Regions from separate parts of the Mus musculus genome. Here regions 2, 3 and 4 are each linked to region 1. A link is a contact called in public HiChIP or PLAC-seq and promoter capture Hi-C data. All regions are on one chromosome and are shown on one strand. Each heading gives the region's core, a stretch centred on a gene start, on an enhancer-like site or on the middle of the called end of the contact. The rest is flanking DNA. Distances are from core to core; before and after follow the strand shown.

What was found. HiChIP or PLAC-seq counts read pairs in DNA pulled down with a chosen protein or histone mark. Capture Hi-C pulls out chosen DNA fragments and counts their contacts.
Region 2: a promoter capture Hi-C map of liver shows a contact between it and region 1. The contact joins two enhancer-like sites. A contact is called at or near these places in 1 of 115 datasets of contacts at active chromatin or transcription factors (pancreatic cancer cells) and 1 of 9 other capture datasets (liver).
Region 3: a contact with region 1 is called in an H3K27ac HiChIP or PLAC-seq map of extraembryonic endoderm stem cells. The contact joins two enhancer-like sites. A contact is called at or near these places in 1 of 484 Hi-C or Micro-C datasets (embryonic stem cells) and 1 of 115 datasets of contacts at active chromatin or transcription factors (extraembryonic endoderm stem cells).
Region 4: a contact with region 1 is called in a FOXA1 HiChIP or PLAC-seq map of pancreatic cancer cells. The contact joins two enhancer-like sites. A contact is called at or near these places in 1 of 115 datasets of contacts at active chromatin or transcription factors (pancreatic cancer cells) and 1 of 9 other capture datasets (adipose tissue).

What each region holds. Positions count from the first base shown.
Region 1 is chr6:72,370,350-72,373,114 of GRCm38.p6, reverse strand. The region is part of intron 1 of Vamp5 (vesicle-associated membrane protein 5); the gene reads left to right. Among named protein-coding and RNA genes, the nearest start is that of Gm52494, 7.6 kb to the left of the region's middle. Within about 2 kb of position 1,399, at least 139 of the 459 cell types and tissues checked have an H3K27ac peak or open chromatin away from gene starts, as enhancers often do. A contact at or near this core is called in extraembryonic endoderm stem cells, liver and pancreatic cancer cells, where this site is marked.
Region 2 is chr6:71,949,422-71,952,186 of GRCm38.p6, reverse strand. Polr1a (polymerase (RNA) I polypeptide A) reads right to left here. Exons shown (of 34, transcript NM_009088.3): 16 at 2,664-2,765; 17 at 1,525-1,607; 18 at 1,266-1,424. Among named protein-coding and RNA genes, the nearest start is that of Gm26628, 13 kb to the left of the region's middle. Within about 2 kb of position 1,371, at least 43 of the 459 cell types and tissues checked have an H3K27ac peak or open chromatin away from gene starts, as enhancers often do. A contact at or near this core is called in liver, where this site is marked.
Region 3 is chr6:72,747,567-72,750,331 of GRCm38.p6, reverse strand. The region is part of intron 3 of Tcf7l1 (transcription factor 7 like 1 (T cell specific, HMG box)); the gene reads left to right. Gm31249 (a long non-coding RNA gene) reads right to left here. Exons shown (of 2, transcript XR_377763.3): 2 at 310-1,774. Among named protein-coding and RNA genes, the nearest start is that of Gm31249, 9.1 kb to the right of the region's middle. Within about 2 kb of position 1,446, at least 65 of the 459 cell types and tissues checked have an H3K27ac peak or open chromatin away from gene starts, as enhancers often do. A contact at or near this core is called in extraembryonic endoderm stem cells, where this site is marked.
Region 4 is chr6:72,062,580-72,065,344 of GRCm38.p6, reverse strand. No RefSeq gene overlaps it. Among named protein-coding and RNA genes, the nearest start is that of 9130221F21Rik, 21 kb to the right of the region's middle. Within about 2 kb of position 1,409, at least 17 of the 459 cell types and tissues checked have an H3K27ac peak or open chromatin away from gene starts, as enhancers often do. A contact at or near this core is called in pancreatic cancer cells, where this site is marked.

The sequences.
Region 1 (2,765 bases), core at 150-2,649:
GCGGCACAGTCACTCTCCATAGAACGTGACCCTTATATTGGAATAAGATAGCAACAGCTGTAGCATCCAGAACAGAAGGACAGAGCTAGAGATGTAGTTCAGTAGGTAGAGTGCTTACCTAAGCAGGAATGGAGCCCTGGGCTTTAATCGCTAGCACCACATAAACAGGGCATGGTACACTTGTAATATAGTACCAGGAAATGAAACTAATAAGATCAGATGTTCAAGGTCATTTCAGAAGCCAATCTGGGTCAGAACCTTGTCAAAAAGAAGAAAAAAGAAAGAAAATAAGAGAAGAGAAGAGAAGAGAAGAGAAGAGAAAAGAAAAGAAAAGATAAAGGAGGAGGTTGCTGGGGTGATGGCTCAGTGGTTATCTGCACTTGTCACTGACACAAGAGAACCTGAGGTCACATGTCCAGAACCCATGTGAAAAGCTAGGTATAGCTGCACATGCCTATAATCTTAGTGCCTGGGGGACAGGAAAAGAGACAGAAATGTTGGTGGGGCTTTCTGGCTGCCAGACTCTTCCAGGTTCAGTGAGAGACCAACTCTCAAGGGAGTTAAGATAGGTTGTGATGGAGCGGGGCATCATCTGTTGGCATCTGGGTGCATTACAGGCAGGCATCCCAGCAAGCACATGCTAATGTTCACTACACACTCATACGCTGTACACATACAGAGAGACACACACACACACACACACAGAGACAGAGACAGAGAGAGAGAGACACAGAGAGAGAGAGAGAGACAGACAGACAAGGGCCAGTGTGATGGCTTAACAGGTAAAGTGCTTTACATACAAGCCTGCTGGCCTGAGTTCAATCCCTAGAATCCATTGTAAAAACGGAAGGCAAGAACTGACTCCACTAGCCCGGTGTGGTGGCGCACGTCTTTAATCCCAGCACTGGAAGGCAGAGGCAGGCGAATTTCTGAGTTCCAGGACAGCCTGGTCTACAGAGTGAGTTCCAGGACAGCCAGGGCTATAGAGAGAAACCCTGTCTCAAAGGAAAAGGAAAAGGAAAAAAAAAAAAAAAAAAAAGAACTGACTCCACAAAGTTGTCCTCTGGCTTCCACATTTGTGTCCCTCTACAATAAAAAAGAACAAAAAAGCCCTCAGATTTCCACCAATCTCTAGTAATGGTTCTCATGCTTAAATCTTTGTCTATTCCCAAGTCTATGCTGTGGAGTCCTGCAATGTGGGAGAAGTTCAAACAATGGAGCCTTGTCTAACCATGCAGCCACCACAGTGGGGATGACAAGTGACTCAGGAATGGGAGGAAGTATGAATTCCCTGTTCTCTTCTCTGCTGCCCTGTGTCCCAGCGTCTGAACACCCTCTGCCTCCTTGGTTTGCCTGCCCCACACTTAAAACAGGCTGTTTTTCTAGCTCTTGGGTAAATATTGACCTGTTTGGGTTTCAGATGCCTGTCCCCTGAAACTCTTGCTGGGCTAGATAGGCAAACCAGGAGAACCTCTCTTGAGACAGAGTTCCTTTAGGATAGGCAATGAAGCAACTGGTCCCTTTACTGGGTCCCTGTGTTGGCCTCCCGGGCTTCTGGATGCTGAAGGATGGAGCTGCCCCCTGCCCTCCCACTGGGAGCTTGTGATCTAGACAGGACTCACGCCCTGGGAATGCTCTGAGGCTGTGTATAAGGCAGCTGCAAAGATCCTGGGCGAGGATTCTTGCTTGAGTAGGAGGGAATCCTCTGTGACTACCAGGTCCCTTCCAACAGAAATCCTCTGGTTTTAGGTGGAATTCTGTTAAGTGCCAAACTGTCTGCTGCAAACAGTTGGAGATATGGGCCAACCGGAAAGGGGGGCGGGGTAGTGGGTGACAGTTGCTATGCACAGGAGACAGAATAGGGATAGGCTGGGAAGGACGAGGCTGAGGGAAGGGAATTGTGGTTTGCTAATCCTCTGGAATTCATCTTCCTGAATAGACCTGCTCATGGTCTTAGCACATAGCATCTAGAGGCAGCGGGCTTTTGCCGCACCCTCTTTCCCTCTGCCCCTCTCCTCCTCTTTCCCTTTCACCTCCCCCAGATTGAAACTTGTATTCACCTCCCCGCAACCCTTCAAAACAGATTGGGTTCCTTGGTTAGGTGAAGCTGTGCTGCCCAGGTTCAGAAGCCAGTCTGTCACTTGGGTCCTATTAAAGACGGTATCCCAGCTGACTAGTAGGCTGGGAGCCAAAGGCCAGAGGATCTGAGGTTCCCAGGAGAGGAACTAGAAGGTGGTCACTAGAAGGTGGAGAGCAGCTTAGCTCAGAGGCAGAACTGGCCTGACTGGTCAGAGGTCCAAAGAGGGAGAGCTGAGCTGCTGAGTTTGTGAGCACTTCTAGAGACTCAGCTGTGATCTGGTCTCCAATGACTTTCCTAGTTCTGTGGAGCAGACTGTTTTCCTGCCTGGCTCCCTGGTCTTCACTACTTCTTGGGGGTCAGTAGGAAGCCATAGGAAAGGTGAACATGGGGTAGATGCCATCTTGGAGCAGATGAGCAAAGTGTCTGCTTTGTGGGAAGGTGAGGACCTGGGAAGCTCCCAGTTTGGGGTAACATGGAAGAAGCTGAGATGCTGAAATCCAGGGTGGACGGATAAGGGTAGGAACCTGGAAGCAAACTGCTCAGAAGGCAGCCCTTTAACCTGAATATCTCATGTCGTTACACACCAAGGAGGCTATTACTCATCCACCACACACAGACATTGTAGGGGATTTTTAGGTCTTTTGTGCCAGAGGAAGGCTGGGTGGGGAACCCTCGCAGCCTTGAC
Region 2 (2,765 bases), core at 122-2,621, 420 kb after region 1:
TAAAATAAGATAATAAAAAAATGTAAACAAAGAATAAAATCTAAGGTACGGTACTAATGAATCAGCACAGGAAAGCACCATTTGCTTCCCCAAAGAGCCAGCATTTTACCAATGTCCACACTCACCAGCACAACACCAAGCACTGGGTTGGGAGCCTTGCCTCAGCAAAAAGCCAGCAGAAGTGAGGAAGCCCACAGGGAGATCCTGGGGGACAATGACATGGGTTCTGAATCTGTTTCAGCCTTTGTCTGGAGATCTAGACACCCAACTCTGCACAGGAGCGGCAGAGCCTGGGCAGGAAGTGAGCCACGGGACAAGAATCTATTCTAAGATGTGCTGTCAGCTCTGGAGGGCAAGGCTCCTGCTTTCCCAGGCAGTGCTAAGGCTCCTCTGAATAAAACTTTCTTTTTGGGGGGGGGGTTTCGAGACAGGGTTTCTCTGTATAGCCCTGGCTGTCCTGGAACTCACTCTGCAGACCAGGCTGGCCTCGAACTCAGAAATCCGCCTGCCTCTGCCTCCTGAGTGCTGGGATTAAAGGCGTGCACCACCACGCCCGGCTTGAATACAACTTTCTACTGAGGAGAGCTGTTCTCTAGGCCACCAACTGAACATCAGGGAGAGGATCCACAGACAGACTGATGCTGAGTAGTAGCCTCGTTCTTGCTTTGCTCAGGACAGACTCCTGGCTGGTGGCTCCTCCAAACCACAAGACGGGGAGTCCAGGCTCTGGAGCACAGGGAGAGCACATGTGACCTTGACCCATGCAGAGTCCCATCTCCTCCAGGACTGCCAGAGGAGGGGCTCAGCATCCTCACACGCCTGCTTCTCGGTGAGAACAACTCAGTGCCCAGGCACACGACTTCCTTAAGGTCACACAGCAAGGACCAAGTACAACAGGAGGCCAGGCATTCCCTTGGTGCTGCTGCACAAGCATCAGAGACTTCTGCCTTTCATTCTGTACATCTACCTACAGTGGAGTGGTTCTACAGGCAGGCTTCTTTCTTCAGCCCCTTTAATGCAGCAACTTCAAAGGAAACACATTTAGAAATGCTGCTCAAAGCGTTCCTCTTTTGCATGAAACCAAGGCCTTCCCAGACTCTGTGTGAGCTCTTCACAAAGACGGATTCTACCTACCCAACTTCAAACTTCACCTAGTTGGGCTGATCTAAAAGGCTCAGGGTGAGAATCAAATGTAATTAAAAGCAAACCAACAGAAATCAGCATTCAAAAAGATGGGGATTTGTGCACTGTATGGCCAGGCTAACCTTGTTAATCTCATTGCTGTAATGGTTCACTTCCTCCTTGAACTTCATATCAATCATGTTAAAATCCCTCTGGTCTTTGCTCAGATGGGCATCCTGCCATTTCCCTTGGATTTCATCACATGATGCAGTTTCTGGCAGGCTCAATGCAGCCTTGACAGCCTAGAACGAAGAAAGGAACAGGAAGCTCTAGCCAAAGGAGGGCGTGGTTTTATTCTGTAAGGTGGACAGCAGACCACAGCCTCCCAGTCCTCCTCTTTACCTGGGGTCCACACTGGGTAGATTCTTCAATGATACGCTGTCTCACCACATCTGCATTTGGCTTAACCAAAATGTCTTCTACACCTGCAAAGTCAAACAGAGAAGATCAACAGGGCCCAGGCCTAATGTTGCACTGGCTAGTAAACTTGGTGATGCTTTGACCCAAAGTTGAGAGCTACAGGTAAGAGAAACTCTGGAACAGCTATATTAACACTAATGAATGCTCATGGAGGCCTAAACACTACAACTTCTCTTTCGTAAGTGATACAATTAGGGCTCAAAACTGAGATACACAGAAGAAAGCCGAGGCTTAAGTTTCAAACTTCTGCTTTTTAGCCAGAAGCTCTGCTGGCTACATCCAATAAATATATGTGGGATGAAATGGCTAGAGATTTTGGCTGTTCAGCAGTAGAAGAGAGGCTGACAGTGAGTATCCCAGGAACCCGATCTACAGCTGTATGCATGCATGCAAGCACGCATCCACGTCAAGTACAGTAATTTCTTTTCAACCCAACAATGTTTTGTTTCTACACAAGAATGCCAGACTTAAGAGATCTGAGTGGGAAGGCAACAACTGACTGTTTAAGAGCAAGAGCAAACATCTGGAAGTCCCATTACAGTAGCTGGAAATCTGAGGCTTCTGAAGACTCTATGCAAGCAGGAAGAGGAGGAGATGATTCCTTTCCGTGGAAGCCAAAAGCATAAAAGCAGACCCTGCATGAGGTCGCATCCAGGCCATCCCTGTAATGATGATCTCTGCCAATTAGGCAGCCCTCCCCCAAACTCTCCTCCCTCCTAGCATGGCCTTGCTTGCTCTGTCAACCCTTGGCACATAGGTCACCAGTGCACTGAACCATTCCTGTCTGTGCCCTGGGCTAGAAGAGCTTCAAGCACGGCTGTTGGTTAGGTCTGGCTTTCACTTGTGAGTTGGGTGCAGGAGTTTATGCTATCATAACGAGTGGGTTGAAGGGACAGAACGGGGATGGGAGGGTTGCTTTGCACTGCTGGAGGGAAAGGAGCACTGGCTGTGCAAAGTCAGTGGATAGCACTGATGGCAAGAGCCTAAACATCGACCAAGAAAACTGCCTAGGTGCCATCCTGTAAGGTGAACAGAGCCAGGGCCACAAGCAGGGTACTTACCCAAGGTGAAACCTCTATAGAGCTGGAGGTAGGCAGTGAAGAGGCGGGCTAGGCAGGTGAGAACCCTGCCGCTGGTCTCACCCCCATAGATCTCATAGCAGC
Region 3 (2,765 bases), core at 197-2,696, 380 kb before region 1:
CTCAAGCATAGGGGCCCAGGTGCCTGCAATTGTCCATCGGAACATGCATGGGCCTGTCTTTGCCTGAGCTATGGGATTACAAGACACAGGTGAGGTTGCAGGAGCTGGTCTTTTCTGATTGACAGAGACAGGCAAAGAGAGCCACGGGAGACCTCGGGAGAAGGTTGGGTTGAGAAGTACACATGGGTGCGGTCACACATTGTTTTACTCAGCTCAAAACTACCTCCTAATTGTTAATGTAGACTAAATGGAACCCATATACACTGGACACAAACAGGGGACCAGTTTTGCATTTAGAAAAGCTCCAAGTCAGTTTTTAAACAATAAATTTATTGAGATTTGCATACCACAAAAATCCATGCTTTTCATGAGGTCAGCTAAGTGGTTTTCGAAAGGTTGTGCCGCCATTACTACCCTCTAGATTTATGACATTGTCATCAGCCCATTGGTAGTCACATCCCGTTTCTCCTGCCCCCGACCTTTTCTCTGTGTTCTAGACTTATCCCAGGTAGACACAGGGTCTTTGTGATCGGCTTCTTCCATGTGGCGTGATGTTTCAAGGTACATCCATCTGTGTTGTAGCATCTTTCAGCATTCATCTCTTGCTTATGACCAAGTATTAACCCACTGCGTGGACGGATATACCGAGTCTTGTTTATCTATTCACTTGTCAATGAACCTGTGGGCTTTTTTTCTGTCTTTCAATCACCAGCAAGCCATCTGAAATGTAACGAAATGCTTGGTGTTGGTGGTGAGTTTTACAAAAAATGGAGGCAACCCTGACAGTTGGTGCAATGCTCTGGAGATAGCGGGTACGTCTACCTAGGTCATTGTCTTTCTGGTCTGCTATGATGTGTTTCTGTGTGTCGATCAAGTATAAATGGTTGACCTTGCAACCTGAGAGCTTCCTCACGAAACAGCAGAGTCCCCTTAAGCCCCTCTTCTTTCTAGCCTTGTCTTCAGTCTGCTGTGATGTCAGGATGTCCTCTCTCCTGTCCTGCACCATTCACTGTGGCTTTCTGTGAATGCTGGCTGGCTCAGCGTCTGGGAGTTGGGAGCCCTTTGCCATGTAACTGGAGAGGATGGGAGCTGTGAATGGGAGCTCCTGCTTGGGTGTGCAGTGGTCTGTGCAGGCGGGGTGGTGGGGATCAGGTTTAAATCATTGCCAAGCTTGGTTTACTCCCATTATTGCTTCTGAAAGCACAAGGCTGACCTCACTAGAAAAAAAAAATCCCTGAATTCTGATAAAAACATAAACCACAGACTTCCTTTCCTCTTAGAACAACAGGTGCCCGGCCCTGCAAAACAGGACTTTTGAATGTCTTCAGGCTGCCAGGAGCCCCTGGGGCAAAAGCTCCCCTCCCTGTGGGGTCACAGCCTAGAGGCTTGGCAGTTAGAGTTGGGGGACTTGAGATAACAAGTCCTGTGGATAACAATGCTGCCTCTTCGTCCTTTGTCCAGTTGTCAACCTCTGATTTCCCGATGGTGATCGGGTGATCTGCCATTAGCAGGTAACTCCATAGAGTGTTTTCACTGCTTCTCGGTTGTCTCTGTTTATTGTCTGCAGAGTCAGTGGTGAACAGAGAATAAAAGGAAATTAAAATAGGAAGCTGGGAAGGGCAGGAAGAGCAAATCCCCAGTCTGGCAAAGGAGAGGTGATGTAACTTGAGCCAGGCTGACAGAGGAACTTCTGACTGTTGGGAGAGGGAGGCTGAGATTCCTGTGCCGTTCTCCCCTGACATCACCAGACATGGTCAGCAGAGGCTTTTCTGTCCTGCAGAGAAAGAGATAAACAGATGGTTTCTTAAAGTTAGGGGGAGGGATTAGAAGGCTGGTTGGGGCATTCATTCCCATGGAGACAGACTTGCACCTCATAAACATTAGCTCCCCTCCACTACCACCCTGTCCCCTAATAAGGTCTTCTTGTCTAGCCCAGGCTATCTTGATCCTGTCCCACTGAGACTGAGATTACGGGCATTCACCAACATGCCCAGTTATTTACATTTGCTATGATATAGGCGGAATTGCAGGAGTGGAAAATAATGACGTTTGTAGGGACACTTGAGACTGGAGGAGACCTCAGACACCCCAGCTCTCTGTGAGCCAAAAGAAGTTCCCACGGGAAGCTCTAGTGTGTCTCCTCTCAGCCGGAGCACCGGGAGGTCTGGCCAGGTTGAAACGTGTAGTCTGTTAAGTTCGGAAGCCCCTGAGTTCACACACATCCTGCAGATAGATAGATAGATGACCATCCAGTTTCCTCTCCTCCACATACCGCAGATCCTGGTCAGGAGCTTGGGCCTTGGCAGTTAACTCTGAGGTTGGACAGCTCCACTAATGGGCAATTTTTTTTTTTTTTTTTTAGCTCTTAACCACTCCAATCCACCAACTGGATCCACCTGCCGCCGCTGCCCCGGTGTGTCTGTACTTCCACAGTGCAGGCGCTCCTCAGTGGTTCTCAACCTGTGGGTCAAGACCCATCTTGGGAGACGAGGGTTGAATGATCCTTTCACAGGGGTCACATATCTGATAATCTTGCATATCAGACATTTACATGACGGTAGCAAACTTACAGTTATGAAGTAGCAACGAAAATGATTTTATGGTTGGGGCGGGTCACCACAACATGGGGAACTGTATTAAAGGGTAACCATTAGGAAGGTTGAGAACCACTGTTCCAGCTCCTGTTGTCTCGGGGAAATTGGTTGTAATGCCCCCTCACTCACCCTTCCCAACCCATCGGAATGCTCTTTTTCAGTAGGTTACAC
Region 4 (2,765 bases), core at 160-2,659, 310 kb after region 1:
TGCTAGTCAACAAGGGTTCCCTAGCTTTCCTTTGCAGCAGTTGCACCAGTGTTCCTCCCTCGTGTAGATGCCAAATACAGTCCTACGGTGCATAAGAAAAAAGACCCTGTGACATGGGCTGCTGTGTGTCCTTGTTTATTTAACAATGTGAGCACTCATCATTGAGATATTTTCTGACTCAGTAAAAATCAGTGACGAGCAAGTCCTCTGGTGACTTGATATTTAGACATCACTAGTTCGTGTTCTATCAAGATATTATTTAATTCATATGTCTCCCTGAGACTAAAGCTCTTTTTCCTTCCACTTGGTCATCCCTTGCTGTAAATGTGGGTCATGTCAGAAAATATGATGATGGCTCTCCACAAACTTTCCAAGGAGTTACAGACTATTTTGTTTTCAACTTATACCAGGTTATTTACCTGTGGTTCTTTAGCCCCAAATACAGTGTTGTGAGCATTTTAATGATAGGCATGTGACATGTAAATGATGAAATTCTTTTTGTCTGTAACCTGCTTTTTCATATTGCTTCAAGATTGTGTGTTATGAGGAACAATATGTAGTGCTCCAGCATGCTTGTAATGAAACATGTAACAAAGACCAGAACCTAGCAAAGTGGCACATGCAATAATGCTAGCACTTGAAAATGATAAGCAGAAGTAATAAGAAGCCAGGAAATTAAAAAGGAATAAGAGACAAGAGAAAAACTTACATAAAATGCTGGCCACAATAGTCAGGAAAACTAGAGCGCTTAGTAGAGGTATTCCTGGCAACAGAAGATCAATGTGTTTACTTAAAGAAAAAGGGCCCCAGGTAAGAGACTGCCTCAACAAAAAGAAGAGGAGCCCCCAATGTGACCAAACCCTTCCATGGCTAAAAGTAAAGGGATAGCAAAAGGGGTGCTAACACAGAAGCTGAGTCCTTAGACAAGGCCGGTGGCCTACCTGTCAAAAGAAGCTAGAAAAGAGACTGTGTTTCATATTCCCCCACCAACCAGTGCAAAACAAGTTAGAAAAGTTTCTGGGCACTGTGGGCTTTTGCAGATTGTAGATTCTAGGTTTTGCTAAATTAAAGAGATAAACAGCCCTTTGTATAGAGAAATAAAAAACTACGGGCCTTAGGTGCCATTAAGACTGCCCTAATGTTGGCTCCAGCTTTAGGCCTCCCGGATGTGACTGAGAACGAAGATATTGCCAATAGGGGTTCTTACTCAGGGATTAGGGCCCTGGAAGAGACCTGTGGCATACTTATCTAAGAAATGAGACCCCGTGGCTATAAGATGGCCTGCTTGCCTACACATAGTGGCAGCTGTGACCTTACTGGTCAAGAATGAAGATAAATTGACAGAACTAAAAAGTGTGTTTCAGCCCTGATCGATGGCTGACTAACTCTCGCATGACTCATTATCAGACTCTGTTGTTCAGCTCTGATAGAGTCACTTTTGCCTCCTGTAAGTCTGAACTCAGCTATCCTGCTCCCAGACCCAGGCTGTCAGCGAATCCTTGCTGAGACACATAGGTGGCATAAAAATCTGACAGACCGGTCACTAGAGAGTGCAGACGTTACCTGGCTCACAGATGGGAGCAGCTATCTAAAAGAAGAAAGAAAACATGCTAGAACAGCTGTGGTAGCTGGACACAGGCCCTGCCAGAAAACACATTGGCTCAAAAGGAAGAATGATTGCCCACACTAAGGCCTTGGAATTAAGAAAAGGAAAAAGACTCAACATCTACACAGATTGCAGGTATGCTTTTGCCACAGCCCACATCCATGAGGCCATATATCAACAGAGGAGTCTGCTGATGTCAGAAAAAAAAATAAAAACAAAAAAAAGAAAATACTAGCTCTACTGAAGGGCTTCCATGACCCTGCCAAGGTAAACATCATTCATTGTCCTAGACACCAGAAGAGAGATACCATGATAGCAAGGTGCAACTGCATGACAGACTGAGAGACACGAGTGGTTACAGCCATGGCCCTGCTGTTACTCCTGGCAATGGAGCTTGAGTTTACCTACACAGCAGAAGACTTAGCCCTCATTTCCAAATATTTCAGTCACCAGTTCAACAAAAATAAGAGAGTGTGGTACACCTCCAGAAGAAGAAAATTCTGCCACAAAGACAAGCAGAGGCTGTGATCAAACAGATGCACCAGTGGACTCATTTAGGGGTAAAGAAGCTCATCCAGACATTTCCCAAGACTAAGTATCATGCATCAGGTTTAAAACACCTTATAGAGTAGGTGGTGCACAAGTGTGTACCCTGCCAAAAAAATCAATGTCTGCTATACCACAGTGGATCCAAGAAAGAGGTACTGGGGAGACAGACTTGGTGTCCACTGGGAAGTAGACTTTACTGAAGAAAATATGAGTATAAATACATTCTGGCTTTTGTGAATATGTTCTTGAGATGGATAAAAGCTTTTTCCTGCCGGGCAGTGGTGGCGCATACCTTTAATCCCAGCACTTGGGAGGCAGAGGCAGGCGGATTTTTGAGTTCAAGGCCAGCCTGATCTACAGAGAGAGTTCCAGGATAGCCAGGGCTATACAGAGAAACCCTGTCTCGAAAAACAAAAAAACAAAAAACAAAAGCCTTTTCCTATAAAAATAAGACAGCTCAAATGGTCATCAAAAAGATTATTAAAGAAAAAATTTTTTAAGGTTTAGAGTGTCAAAAGCAATAGGGTCAGATAATGGCCCTGCCTTTGTTGCCCAGGTAAGTCAGGGTGTGGCCAAGCATTTAGAGGTCAAATAAAAATTACATTGTGTA